Linked DNA regions of Mus musculus: regions 1 and 3 are each linked to region 2. Evidence: chromatin contacts called from public Hi-C data. All regions are on one chromosome and are shown on one strand. The core of a region is the stretch at or near the end of the contact, and the rest is flanking DNA. Distances in the headings are between cores, read along the strand shown. Region 1 overlaps Ano10 (anoctamin 10). Region 2 has its middle 9.0 kb from the start of Gm51699. Region 3 overlaps Ano10 (anoctamin 10).

The links. A called contact is a pair of places that touch in the nucleus more often than the background predicts.
Region 1: a Hi-C map of the N1E-115 cell line shows a contact between it and region 2, with 6 times the contacts expected there. The contact joins two enhancer-like sites. A contact is called at or near these places in 15 of 484 Hi-C or Micro-C datasets (the C2C12 cell line, the HL-1 cell line, the N1E-115 cell line and 8 more) and 1 of 115 datasets of contacts at active chromatin or transcription factors (embryonic basal ganglia).
Region 3: a contact with region 2 is called in a Hi-C map of the N1E-115 cell line, with 7 times the contacts expected there. The contact joins two enhancer-like sites. A contact is called at or near these places in 3 of 15 datasets of contacts at CTCF or cohesin (the NIH/3T3 cell line, pro-B cells and stem cell-derived epiblast-like cells), 52 of 484 Hi-C or Micro-C datasets (the AML12 cell line, the C2C12 cell line, the G1E-ER4 cell line and 28 more) and 5 of 115 datasets of contacts at active chromatin or transcription factors (T-cell acute lymphoblastic leukemia, astrocytes, embryonic basal ganglia and 2 more).

What each region holds. Positions count from the first base shown.
Region 1 is chr9:122,268,220-122,272,469 of GRCm38.p6, forward strand. Ano10 (anoctamin 10) reads right to left here. Exons shown (of 13, transcript NM_133979.3): 3 at 4,148-4,250; 4 at 2,980-3,114. Among named protein-coding and RNA genes, the nearest start is that of Mir8106, 3.7 kb to the right of the region's middle. Within about 2 kb of position 1,997, at least 13 of the 459 cell types and tissues checked have an H3K27ac peak or open chromatin away from gene starts, as enhancers often do. A contact at or near this core is called in the N1E-115 cell line, where this site is marked.
Region 2 is chr9:122,728,029-122,731,983 of GRCm38.p6, forward strand. No RefSeq gene overlaps it. Among named protein-coding and RNA genes, the nearest start is that of Gm51699, 9.0 kb to the right of the region's middle. Within about 2 kb of position 1,718, at least 10 of the 459 cell types and tissues checked have an H3K27ac peak or open chromatin away from gene starts, as enhancers often do. A contact at or near this core is called in the N1E-115 cell line, where this site is marked.
Region 3 is chr9:122,240,213-122,244,432 of GRCm38.p6, forward strand. The region is part of intron 11 of Ano10 (anoctamin 10); the gene reads right to left. Among named protein-coding and RNA genes, the nearest start is that of Mir8106, 32 kb to the right of the region's middle. Within about 2 kb of position 1,794, at least 53 of the 459 cell types and tissues checked have an H3K27ac peak or open chromatin away from gene starts, as enhancers often do. A contact at or near this core is called in the N1E-115 cell line, where this site is marked.

The sequences.
Region 1 (4,250 bases), core at 747-3,246, 460 kb before region 2:
AATGCTTCCTCAGATGATGGCCATCTTTCTTAAATGATACCCAGATGGTGCCCAAGACAAAAACTCACAAAAGCCAGTCTAGTCTTCCCCTCGGCTGGCAGCGCTTAGGTCACACAATGTAAAACAGCAGGGTTTGTCAGAGCTCTGGCAGCCTTCATCAAGAAGTCCAGGAATCTGGAAGTCCCCAAATGGGTGGACACAGTTGAGCTGGCCAAGTACCAAGAGCTTGCTCCCTATGAGGAGACTTGCTTCCACACAGGACCTGTCCCCACAGCACCACATCTGTGCCTCCAAGGTTATACTGGGGTCGACTCCATGATCCAACCTACAGAGAACTGCAGAGAAATGGATCAAGTATAGCCACTTAAGTAGCGCCTCCAAAAGTTTGGCCCTCGGACCCTCTAAGCAATGGGTAGGGAGAGGTCAACATGGAGAGGGGGCAGCAAAAAGTCATGGGAGGGGCAGGGAATGATGACAACAGATCTCTTCTTTTCTCTCATATGCAAATCTAAATTTAATGTGAAAGCAGAAGGTGGAACTTTTCAGTTGAAGAGTGACCAGGAGGAGGCGGGCAGCAATGGAGGGTCACGGAAAAGGGAACATGAAGTCAGAAATATATGTGTATGAAAATATCACAACATCCATTTTCTGTACAACTAAAAATTAATTTAAAAAAGAGAAAAGAATTTAACTTTTGATATAAGTTAAAAAATGCAAACATGAAGTCAAAGAAATTAAGAAAATGTTATGTTAAATTTGATTGGATGTATTTTAAAGTTGGCATTACCTAGCATTTTCACTGAAAAAAGGAAAATAACAAGACACACCATGAGGTACAAACTTCTTCTTAAGCACAGAAAAAAGCAATTTCAACGTGAAATACAACACCACATCAAACAGCCCAACAGAAAGCAGGTCATTAATAAACAGTATACATCCAAATTACATTTCAGTGGGAGAGGGCTTGCCTGGTATGAGTAGAGCCCAGAGCTTGACCACCAGAGCCACAGAACTGAATGGCATCAACAAGGAAATATCCATAGGAGAAAAGCCTGCAGATTGGGCTGCATGAAAGACATAAATCCTAACACCAGATGCAGCTAAAATGACCCTCAGCAGAGCTAACAGCAAAAGGATAAATAAAAACAGGCACACAGAATGAGTTCAGCCTTACCCAACACTAAACAAGGAAACAAAGAGTAATTAGCAACTGTGAAGGATACAGTCTGCACTGGAAACCTGCCAAAAATCTTCCTGCAGCAAATAATAAGCTACACAGCAAAAAGCAAACAAGCAAACAGCACACCTTACAGACAACAAATCCTCAGAAACATGATGGAATCCCCATAGTCAACAATCTCCAGGATTAGGACTGATCAAGAAAACAAAACAAAATACAAATGATTTTTAAAAAGCAAATGGCAAAATTAAATTTTAGGACAAATAGAAATGGTCAAAAACACAATAAAAATAGATAAAATATTCCTATCATTTAAAAAAGCAGTAAGTGGCGTTCATCAGGAGTTAATAAGATAAGAAGGGTTCACCAGGAGAGGTCAGAATAGGCCCACACCAGAACACCATTGTCCACACACTGATGACACAGAGCAAAACCTCACAGCCTATCAGACACTGCAGAGTCCAGTAAATTCACAAACATGCAGTCTAACCAAGCAACAAGGTGGGAGCTTTCTAGTCCTGATAAAGATGACCTCATGCAAAGCCAGAGTGTGACTCAGAGACAACAGGCATAGGAAGCAGCTTGGTGTGTTCGTCCCCAAAGACGCAGACACCTGTGGCCTGACAGCCATGCCTGAGCCACTCCTACTTTACGACTAAAGCAGTGGAGAAAAGGTATTAGACACTCATCAATATGAAGACAGATTCGTGGTGGGGCACCAAGCAGCCCAGGAAAGGAACACACTGGAGTAACTCCAGAAGCTTGGATGGGCAAAGCATCTGCAACAACAGTTAAGTGTCTGTGCACAGTCCCTATTGTTCCACAGTGTTCTCTAGACCGGTGCCTCTCAGAAGAGAAACGCTGGGGAGGCGGCTGCCTGGGACAGGAAGGAGAGCCAACGAAACCTCAACCAGTCTTCACATTCAGATACTGAAAAGTTATGTCTCCCTTCTTCTCATGATCCTTCTCTGGGGAAAATAAACATGGGATGTGAAAATTGCCCTAGGGAAGTGTCTTCTTGCTTTATGGAGTATAAAAAATATTTTTTTGTTTGTTTTTCAAGACATCAATTCTCTGTGTGTAGTTTTGGCTGTTCTGGAACTCACTCTGTAGACTAGGCTGGACTTGAACTCACAGAGGTCCTCCTGCCTCTGCCTCTGCCTCCCAGAGTGCTAGGATTAAGGGTGTGCACCACCACCACCTGAGCATGGTGTGTTAATACCATACTAAAAAGTAAAAGCCCCCATTGATCTAGGCATCTAGAATACAGTTTGCAAGACACAAAAACAACTGTTGCAGCTCACTTTGAGGAGTATGGGGGGGGGGGGAAGGTTTCTAAAAAGTCAAGATAATTCATCCTAAAAAAAAAGTACACCAAAATTTAAAACAAAAGGTCAAAAAAGATTAAATTTTAGAAAAATGCCATCAAATCAAGGCAAATCTGCATCCTAGGAAAGAGATTGGGTTTTCTGAACACAGGCTGAGGAGAAGGCGGTGGGCAGAGACCCAGCACCTGAAACATTATTATCACGTGCAGATGAAATGTGAAAAGCTTGGTATCCAAAAAAATCAGTACTGTGAAAATGCAAATGAGAAACTGTCCCATCCAAAGATCCCAAAGGCACACAACAGCACATGCGGTGGACAGACGCTGCAAGAACCAGGTGAGTCACAGACAGAGAGAGTAGGCGACGTGAAGGCACAACATACCGGGGCAGGAACTTGCTGAGCAATCCAGATTTATGGGTCGTAACCAGAGTTAAGAGCAGACTCAGAGATGCAAGTGGATAGTGACTTACTCAGCGACTTCCCAGGGTACAGTTTGGCCTGTGGGTAGCCAGGGATCATCTTCTCGTCTCTAGCTCTAAGATTCTCAAGTTCGTGTTTGATAATGAACTGACACTCAGCCATGGTGAGGAAGTCATTATTGTTATCTAAAATACAACAAAACTTTCTGGTTACTTTCTTAGTAGCAATCTGAGATTGGTAATGCTTACATTGTTGTGCTTGTTATAGAAATGTCATAAACCGAAACAACCTACAGAGAGGTCAGAGTACAAAACTGGAAAACTGTCAGGTGGCAAAGCACTTTAGGATAAGGTACGTCTCTGAATGCTAACTTAGCCTTCAGTGATTTCAGTCCTCCTCTGGCCCCAGCAGCCCAGCAGCACACACTGTCCTGGGTTTTCTTAGAGCCAGAGGTTGTACTCCTTAATGGGGGAGGTAAGATTGTGGGGTGACGCTGTGTGAGCTTGCACATCCTTGAACTGTACTAATGTTTCTAACCTTTTGGGCAAGCTGACTTAAAAGGGAAAGCCCCTCCAAACTGTCCCATGGGTCTCACTACAGACTGGAACCAAGCATCCTGGAGAATGAAGTCTGCAGGAAAGCAGCAGCTCTGACAGACAACTCTTGTTATTGAGGGAAATGTCACCTAGATCACCAGGTCACTGAGGGGAAATGTTCTACAGCAAGTCAGTACCAAGAGGCCTAATTCCAAAAGCTCTGTCAGGAGCCAGAGCATCTTCCTTCACAGACCCCAAGGCCCTATTGTCTCCAGAATACTCTCTTTGAGATGCCTGTAAATTCGAGGACACACCTACCCTCCCACCACATCAGAAGGAGCCAGAAAACCCAGGAAGTGAGGTTTCGAGTTACTCTTACATTTGCTGGGGAGCCCATGCACACTCATTCCTGAACTTAGAACAAGGAAATGAGGTACACTCTGTGTCCATCTACTCCACGGAGGGTTATGTTATGGCCCAAGGGCCCTCGACAGCCTGGCCTCTCATTGACTATGGTCAAGGGCTACTGTGTGCTCCCAATGGCAGAACTGAGTAGTTAAGAAGAGACTAAGGCCCACCAAGCCTAGATACTCACTAGTTGATGCTATGCTGCACCTGATCTAGGAATCAAACAATTCTCTGTAACAAGCTCGGTGGGGTAGGAAAAGATTCTGCTGCTTACCATGGAAACCTTTAAAGTTGTGGCGTGTTCCATAGGTGAAGGCCCGCATGGCAGCGTCCGTACATTCCTTCACCAGACCGACTGCTTCTGCCCCCAGTAACAG
Region 2 (3,955 bases), core at 468-2,967:
GACAGCCAGGGATATACAGAGAAACTCTGTCTCGGAGAACTAAAAATAGTAATTAATTAAATAAAAAAATGTTTTAAAATGACAAGTCTGTATTGTCAAGAGGGGTTGAGGCAGAGCTCAATAGTACCAGGCCTGGCACGTATGAAGCCCTGCATTCGGTCAGCTGTGGAAGGAGAGAGAGGAAGGAGGAAACTCAGAGGAGAGACAGAAAGAAGAGAAGGAGGACAGACTGCATACAGTTCTGGAAAGCTCTTTGACATTTATGCCCTTTCCAGACAGGATGGCATATTCTGGTAGGTGCAGAACATAAGTTGTAATGATGCCTGTTGGTGTGTTTCAAAGAAAAGTTCATTGCAAACAGGAATCTGATTATTTGAGTTCAATCTATTGGGCACCTTAAAATCAGAATTTGACATATTAGTTAGAATTGAGATAGTTCCCACTCAAAAGCTCTTTGCCACTGGTCTGAAAGTGAGTCTTTGAGTCTTGAACAAAGATTTAGTGGAATGGTTCACACTTACCGGAATTCTGTCAAGCACATTCCAGAAGGAAGAGGGCCCAAGCACTAAATGATCCTTTTATGTTTTAAATTCCAGCCAGGAAGACAAGAGGCAGAGTTCCAGATCCACCATTTAGTGTGTGAATTATGTATGACTTTATATGAGGCTTTCTGAGAGCTTCAAGTTGGTGTCTAACCACTAGAAAGGATGTCACAAAACAAATCTACATCCGTGCTGATAATGGTGACAGCCATCAGCGCTGTGCCACTGATTAAAGAGAAACTTATGAAATTGCTTCTGGTCTCATCGTAGAACAACAGCCAGCATTATTAATGTGTGTGTGTGTGGGGGGGGGGTCTTCCAATATGCCTGGCAGATATCTGAAAGCCTCAATAGTACCATATCCTGAATACTCTGGGTTTCCCCCACACCTACACACCTATGATACAGCTTAATTTCCAAATTAGTCATGGTAAGAGATTAACCATAACTATTAGTTATAAAACACGATAATTACCACAGTCTGCAATCAGAGTTATTTAAAATTTGTGAATTGTTCATTTCTAGAGTTTCCTACTTGAGGGTTTGCCATGGTAACAGAAACAGGAAGGTAACTGTAGCTAAGCATGGGCTCTGTTCATATAGGGCATCAAACAGGCCAGCTCCTGGTGAAGCAAACTGTGTTTTTATCGTTTAGCTACATCTTAGGAGGTGTCTGAACACCACTCCTGACAGTGAGGAGTACCCAAGCAGGATCTCTGTAAGACAACAGAGAGATGGCCCTGATGTGAAGGGGCCTAAATTCTTAGCCCCTCAACACACTCGGCACACACTTGTGAACTTCACAGCAGAGTTCCTCATGATTTAGATGCTGGGGGATCTGTGGGCATTGGGAACTTTAGTATGAAACTCTTGACCATGGCTATAAAGCAAGCCAAGGACACAGTCACCCTGCTGCCTGATGCTCTACAATTGTAAAATGGCCGAAGGGAGCAAAGCCAAGTAGGACAAGAAGTGCCATTTAACCAGATCTAGGCGCATTCGGCTTCTGGTTGTGCTGTGGCAACGCGTGTGCATGTTGAGAGCGTATGGGGCAGGTTCCCAGCTCATACATAGAAATCCTGGGCATAATTTTACGTCTTAGAACAAGGTAAAATTTAGGAGCAGTCCATGACTGTTAACAGCCTTTGGCATAAGGAATAGCCTTTGGCACACTGCCATCTAGTGGCTACAAAGGAAAACTCACAACACAGAAGGAAGGCTTGAGGATTCTGGGTCCTCTCGTTAACTCATTCAGGGGACTTGTGCTGTCTCATTTCGGGTCTCATGAAAAGGCACTCTCCACGTCTAGATGTTGGGCCTGAGGAGAGTGAGCAGCAGGTATCTCATCTCCATCCTGGTGAATCACAGCCTCCACCATAACTGCCGTCTATGTCTCCACTGCAGCCTCCACCATAACTGCCTTCTATGTCTCCACTGCAGCCTCCACCATAACTGCCTTCTATGTCTCCACTGCAGCCTCCACCATAACTGCCTTCTGTCTCCACCACAGGACCCTCCTTACATTCCTGGTCACAACCTGGAGAAGTGTATACTGTTCCTACTCCTTGTACAGAGCAGGAGGGGCAAAATGCCTGTCTTTCTTCAACACCTAATGCCAGCAGGGTTCCTTTGGTCTGTCTGTCTGTATCCCTGAGTTACCTGGGCTTCTAAAGAGCATGAATGTTCTTCATGCCACCAGGGAACAGCAGTCTTTCCCAAGGCAATGCTGGGAAGAGAATGAAGCCAAACCCTCAAGCTTCCCCCTCGCATCCTCCCAGCTACCCCACACTCAGATGGCCTACGTGTCCACAGAGTCTCTTCCCTGTGACAGTGCCGAGCTCCTATAGACTGCTGCAGACAGAGCCTCCCCACTGTGTTTTGTGGGTCCCATAGGCTCATATGTTTGAATGCTTGGTCCCCAGTTGGTGGATCAACATAACAAGAGCCAACGATTGTGTGTAGATGCACATATGTGCGCGCATTGAAGTATGCTTTGCTGAGTTTTCATTTCCAGTATTTCTGAGTTTTCACTCCTAGTCTCGATTACTCTGCTGAATTTCTTAGCCACATTGCTGGCTTTCTTATTCAGGTTTCATGTCGACTTCTCGCCTGCTTATTTATTTGAATAAAGTAACACTTTTTTGGGATTTCGGCATCTCACTGAGAAGCCATGTGCTTTGGATGAGTCGCACTGCCTGCATTTTCATATTTCTTGTGTTTGTGTATTGCAGTTATGCATTGTTTGGAGATGGATCTGTGTTTCAGGGGTCTCCTCACTCTCTTCCCTGCTGTTTACTTTATGAGGTCCTTTGGGAGGCTTCCCTTGGGTTTATGATCCTTACTACCACTTAGAAGGGAGGAAATGGCTGCAGTATTAAAAACTACAATTTGGGAACAATCAAGGTATTAAAGTGTAATAAGCAGGCAGCCAACAGCATTAACTACAACCTCAATAAGGTCAGAAAGAAAGAGCCAAGATACTAAACAGGATAGGCTATGACTCTAAAAGTTAATAAAGGTTGTAATTATTAAGCTGTAAAATAAGAAGTCAAGTGTGGCCATTCATGCTTCTCATCACAGCACTTGAGAGGTTGATCAGGGGTTATAAAGCAAGGTATGCCATTCACACCTATGATCCCAACACTTGGGAGGGTGAAGACGGCCAGCTTGGGTGATATAGCAAAATGCAGCAGCCAGCTGAGCTACACACATAGGGACACTCTCAAACCAAACAAAAGAGAAATGAGCAAGATAACAAATAACTAAAGATTTTAAGCCCACTCCTTGGTAGACAAATCTCTAGGAATCTTGACTTTAGTATTCCTATGGGGTAAAGAAGTCAGAAATAAATATAAGTCTTTGGAGAAGGCTCGGTGAGTAAAAGTACTTGCTGTGCAAGCATGAGGACCTAAGTTCAAGTCCCAGGCCCACACAAAAGCTTGATACATACAGTACTTATCATCTCAGTGTGCTCCTAGTGTGAGAGACAATTCCCAGAAGCTCATAGGCCAGCTAGCCTGACCTATATAGAACAACAAAAGAGAATCTGTCTCAAGCAAAAAATGAAGACTCACACCCAAGACCGTCCTCAGCCCATAATCAAGCAGTGGGTACCTGCATGTTCACATGTGGATATATACATACGTGTGTGTGTGTGTGTGTGTGTGTGTGTATTATGTATGTAGATGTATACATACACACACACATTTAAAGAAAGAAAAAATTGTTTAAAGCAATGGATGAAAAATTGGTTTCTCTTGTATGTGTGACAATGGTCCACTAACATCTCATTTTGAGAACTGCAGTAAACTATTCATTTGCAAATGTATGTATGTTGATGACATTGTTTCAGAAAAACACTATTTTCAGAAGGATGCAAGAAGGGGAAAAGAGAGATTCTGGATGGTTCCAAC
Region 3 (4,220 bases), core at 544-3,043, 490 kb before region 2:
GGGTCAGAGTGTAGGTCCACGGCCTAGTTACTTCATCTTGAAGCTTAAAGTTTCAAAAGCTCAGGCCAGGCAGGGGTGGTGGCGAACGCCTTTAATCCCAGCACTTGGGAGGCAGAGGCAGGCGGATCTCTGAGTTAGAGGCCAGTCTGGTCTACAAAGTGAGTTCCAGGACAGCCAGGGCTACAGAGAAACCCTGTCTCAAAAAAAAAAAAAAAAAGTTCCAAGAGCTCATTAATGCAACACTTGCTGAGTTGTACTGAGAAACAACAACAAAAACAAAAAACAAAAAATAAAACAAAACAAAACCCAACATGATTCTCCACCCAAAGCTGCTAGTCTTCGGACAGTTCTAAAGGGTTTGTTCTTATTTTTTAACCTAATAAATCCACAAGTAGATGTTCCCCTGGCTCTGGCCTCAGCCCATTCCCAGTGCTGGTGAAAGCAAGGCAGAATGTCTGTTGTTATCCACAGGCAGTTTTCAGTTTTCCAATCTTGTCAAACTGTCGGTGCCACTGGCCCAGGCTTGAGACAGCAGCTATGCTAATCACCTTCCTCAGCCTGTCAATTTCATGGTACAAGAACTTCTTAGAAAAGGTCAGATCTGCTTTGTGCAACACCATAGGCTGTACATTCTAAAGCTTAATAGCATCAGGTCAGCTGACATATGCATTCCTTTACATCAACACCCCTGAGACTGCCAGTGAAACTCTCATCTCTACTAGACAATCAAGTATGAAGCAAATGCGCTGCAGCCTGCTTGGCGACCACTGTGATTAGCTGTGCTTGCTATCTGCACTTTACCCACAGATGCACTGACAGGGAGCCGGGCTTACGGGCTGTGCAGCAGGGACTCCGTGGCTGGTACACTAATGCATGCATGACCTTGAGCCTTCTGAATTCTGAGTCATATGACTGCATTACTATTCAAAGATGACACACGTGGATTAACGGAAAGCACACTCCTCCCTGGAAATGCCTCTCTAGTTTCCATATGCTTTTGACTAACATCAAAATGAAATGGTGTCAAAAGACAGATACCAATAAAGCTTCCTACTGGTAACCACATGAAAATACAGAGGCTGGAGCTGGCTCAGTGGGTAAAGTATCCACTGTGCAAGTGTGGGGATGTGAGTTCAAATCCCCACAGCACTCCTAAGGACAGATGTGGGAGCACACACGTGTAATCCCCGAATCCTATCAGCAGAGACAGGTCAGCTAGTGATCGGATCAGCAAACCTGGGTGGGGTATACAGCAGCAAACAAGAGTGTCTCAAATGAGGTGGAAGGTGAGGAGTGTCACTTGTGACTGTCTGACAGCCACACATGTGCTATGCCATGCATGTGCCTCACACACATGCATGTGCACTCTCACACCGATTCCCCTGGAGGAGCACAGTTTCTCTAAAAACCTTGACTAAGATGTGTGCAATACAGGAGAGCTGAGGAGGAATGCCTAGGATCTGTCCTTCCTCTCAGGATAAAATGACCAACTAACACCTCCTGTTATTCTCACTTGTGAATTTGTACACATGCTTGAGTGCTTCTGTGTGTGTGTGTGTGTGTGTGTGTGTGTGTAGTGTATGTAAGTATGTGTGTGAGTGTGAGTGTGAGACAGAGAGACAGAGAGGCAGAGAGGCAGAGGACAGAAGCACTGAAAGAGGAGGCACCCACTTTGGGCAGGATGAATATTCCAGCAGTCTCAGGGGAACTTTAACACATGGGGATGTGAGCACTCTGTCACACATCTTACTGAGCACGCACTCAGCGTGGGGTGGCACCTGGCTGCTCTTTCTTTCAGTTCCCTTTCTATGGCTGGTTAGCACTGAACCTCCACAAAACTACTCTCCCTGCTCCCATCTCACCCTGACTGTGAAACCCCTTCAGCAAGTTCCTCGCACCGGTAGCCACATCATAGACTTCATTATCAGCACAGATGGTACCAATTAGCTTCTGCGTGAGGCTTTGATATGGAAAGAGCAAGGGAAGCCTGTGTGGTCACCCAGGCATGAGTGCCCGTGGCTTAAGGACAGCAGTGTCTGTATCTTTTGCAGCTCATCATCCACCTGCGCCCGATCTGTCAGAGGCAGTCTTGACTTTGAGGCTCAGCTTGAGCCCAACTTACAACACACACACACACACACACACACACATACACACACGCAAGTATGTTATACTCACACAAAGGCGCACACACCTTCAGTTGAAACATTCATTTTTTTTTCTTTTACCCAATATATGTAAAACGAAAAACTCAGACCCTTTGCCCCTCTTGGCACTTAACAATGTTAGAAAGCTGTAATTCATCTTTACAACTCTGAATGTATGCCCGTCCCTGGGAAAGTGTTTATTAGCCAGGGACAGATACAGGCAGCTGCATTTTACACATAATGCCAGTCTACTAACTTCTGGTCCTGTCTGCATCATGGCACCTTGGGGTCCACAAAAGAAGCCAAAGCCCCTCTGAAGCTACTGAGCAATCGATCTGCTGAAGGGACAGAGTGACAGAGTGACAGAGTGACAGAGTGACAGAGGCTCAGCAAAGAAAGCAAATCCAACATGGTGATGTAACAGAAACATGAGCCGCTGAGGCAGTGCCTGACCAGACCCCAACCAACATCTTAAACACTGAAAGAACATTTAAACCAAGGTAAAAAACTCAAAAAAATGAGCCCTGCAATGGTCACTCTGAAGTGCCGCCACCTCCTGAAGAGGGACGAATGGTTGTCTCCTCTCCTCTAGAACAGACCCTCAGCCAGGGTTGTGATGAGATCTGGTTGCACGAGGGCAGAGGCTGAACAGGAAATCGCTGTTCTGCAGAGCATTCCTGTATCACTGGTTACTCCAGCTGCTCTGCAGCGCTGCAGGAACACATGGGTGGCAGGTGCCAAGAGCTGGGACCATAGTCGGAGCTGCCAAAGAATTCGGCAAAGGGAAGCAGACAGACCTGGGGAGCTGTGGAAGGTGGGAGATATCCTTATGTAAACAAGGAAGCTCAGCAGGAGCTGCAGGTTCTCCTGTTGCTGAGAGCAAGAGCACAAGGAAAGAGGGAGGGGGGAGGGAGGAAGAGGGGAAGGGAGGGAGGAAGGGAGAGAGGAAGAGGGGGAAAGGGAGAAAGGGAGGGAGGGAGGGAGAAAGGGGAAGGGAAGGAGAGGAGGGAAGGGAAGGGAGGGAAGAAGGGAGGGAGGGGGAGAAAGAACTGCCCAGAACAGGCTGAGAAGAGGCAGTGACTGGTGAGCGTCCTCAGAGCTAGACCACCATGCTCTCCACAGTGTATGATTCCTTGAGGGTCCACCCTGCTCTCCTGCTTCACAGCAGGACTCAGACACTCTGGGCTGTGAGCTTCCCAGTGCTTACATTCTTACCCCACCTTAGTATATTTTCTGAAACCATGCTACTGTGAATAAAAAAATATCACTTCCAAAGTGAGGGGCTTGCCTTTGCCTATATTTTAGGGCAAGAAATATGTTAACCACCATAATACCTTAAAAATGCAAAATAATCTAAAAAATTGTCATCAAAATGTTACTTTAAAAAAGAGTGTGCTCTAATCATAAGTGTTGAGAGGTCTCTGGGTTGTCAACAAAACAAACATCTGCCATTCACAGAGACTAAAGGCCAACCCTTAAGACAGCAGTCCCCAGGAAGCCCATTCAGATGACACAAGGACACAAGGTTCTTCATATTCTGCATTGTGGGGTACATGCACGAGGAAGTGTCTTGTTGAGTCTGGAGTGCAGCTCATCATGCAGGGAAGCCATGGCAGGATGAGGGGGCGCTGGCAGCTGAAGGAATGTGGCTGCTCAGTGGCTGCCTCCTTTCCCCTTTTTATTCAGGCTGGGACCCTAGCCCTCCAAGGCACCGCCCACACTGGGGGAAGGGAGGGGGAGGGGGAGGGTCCTCCTTCAATTGTACCTTTCTGGACACAGAGGTGATTCTAAATACCAGCTGGATAGCAGTCAACACTAACCATTACAACCCCCATGGTGGTGACTGGAAATCCAAGGCTTCAAGAGTAAAACCTTGACAGACACTTGGCAGCAGTGTGAAGCCATAGGAGAGTGTGCCCAGGTTTTTATGGCTTCCCTCTCATCACTTTAACTGTCATTTCCTTATCCTGTCTGATGGCAGTCTGTCTTTGTGGAGTCCTTCCAAAGGTTCTCACTGCAGTGACAGCTCTACTTTACCCAAAGGCTCTCACTGCAGCGATGGCTCTTCTACTT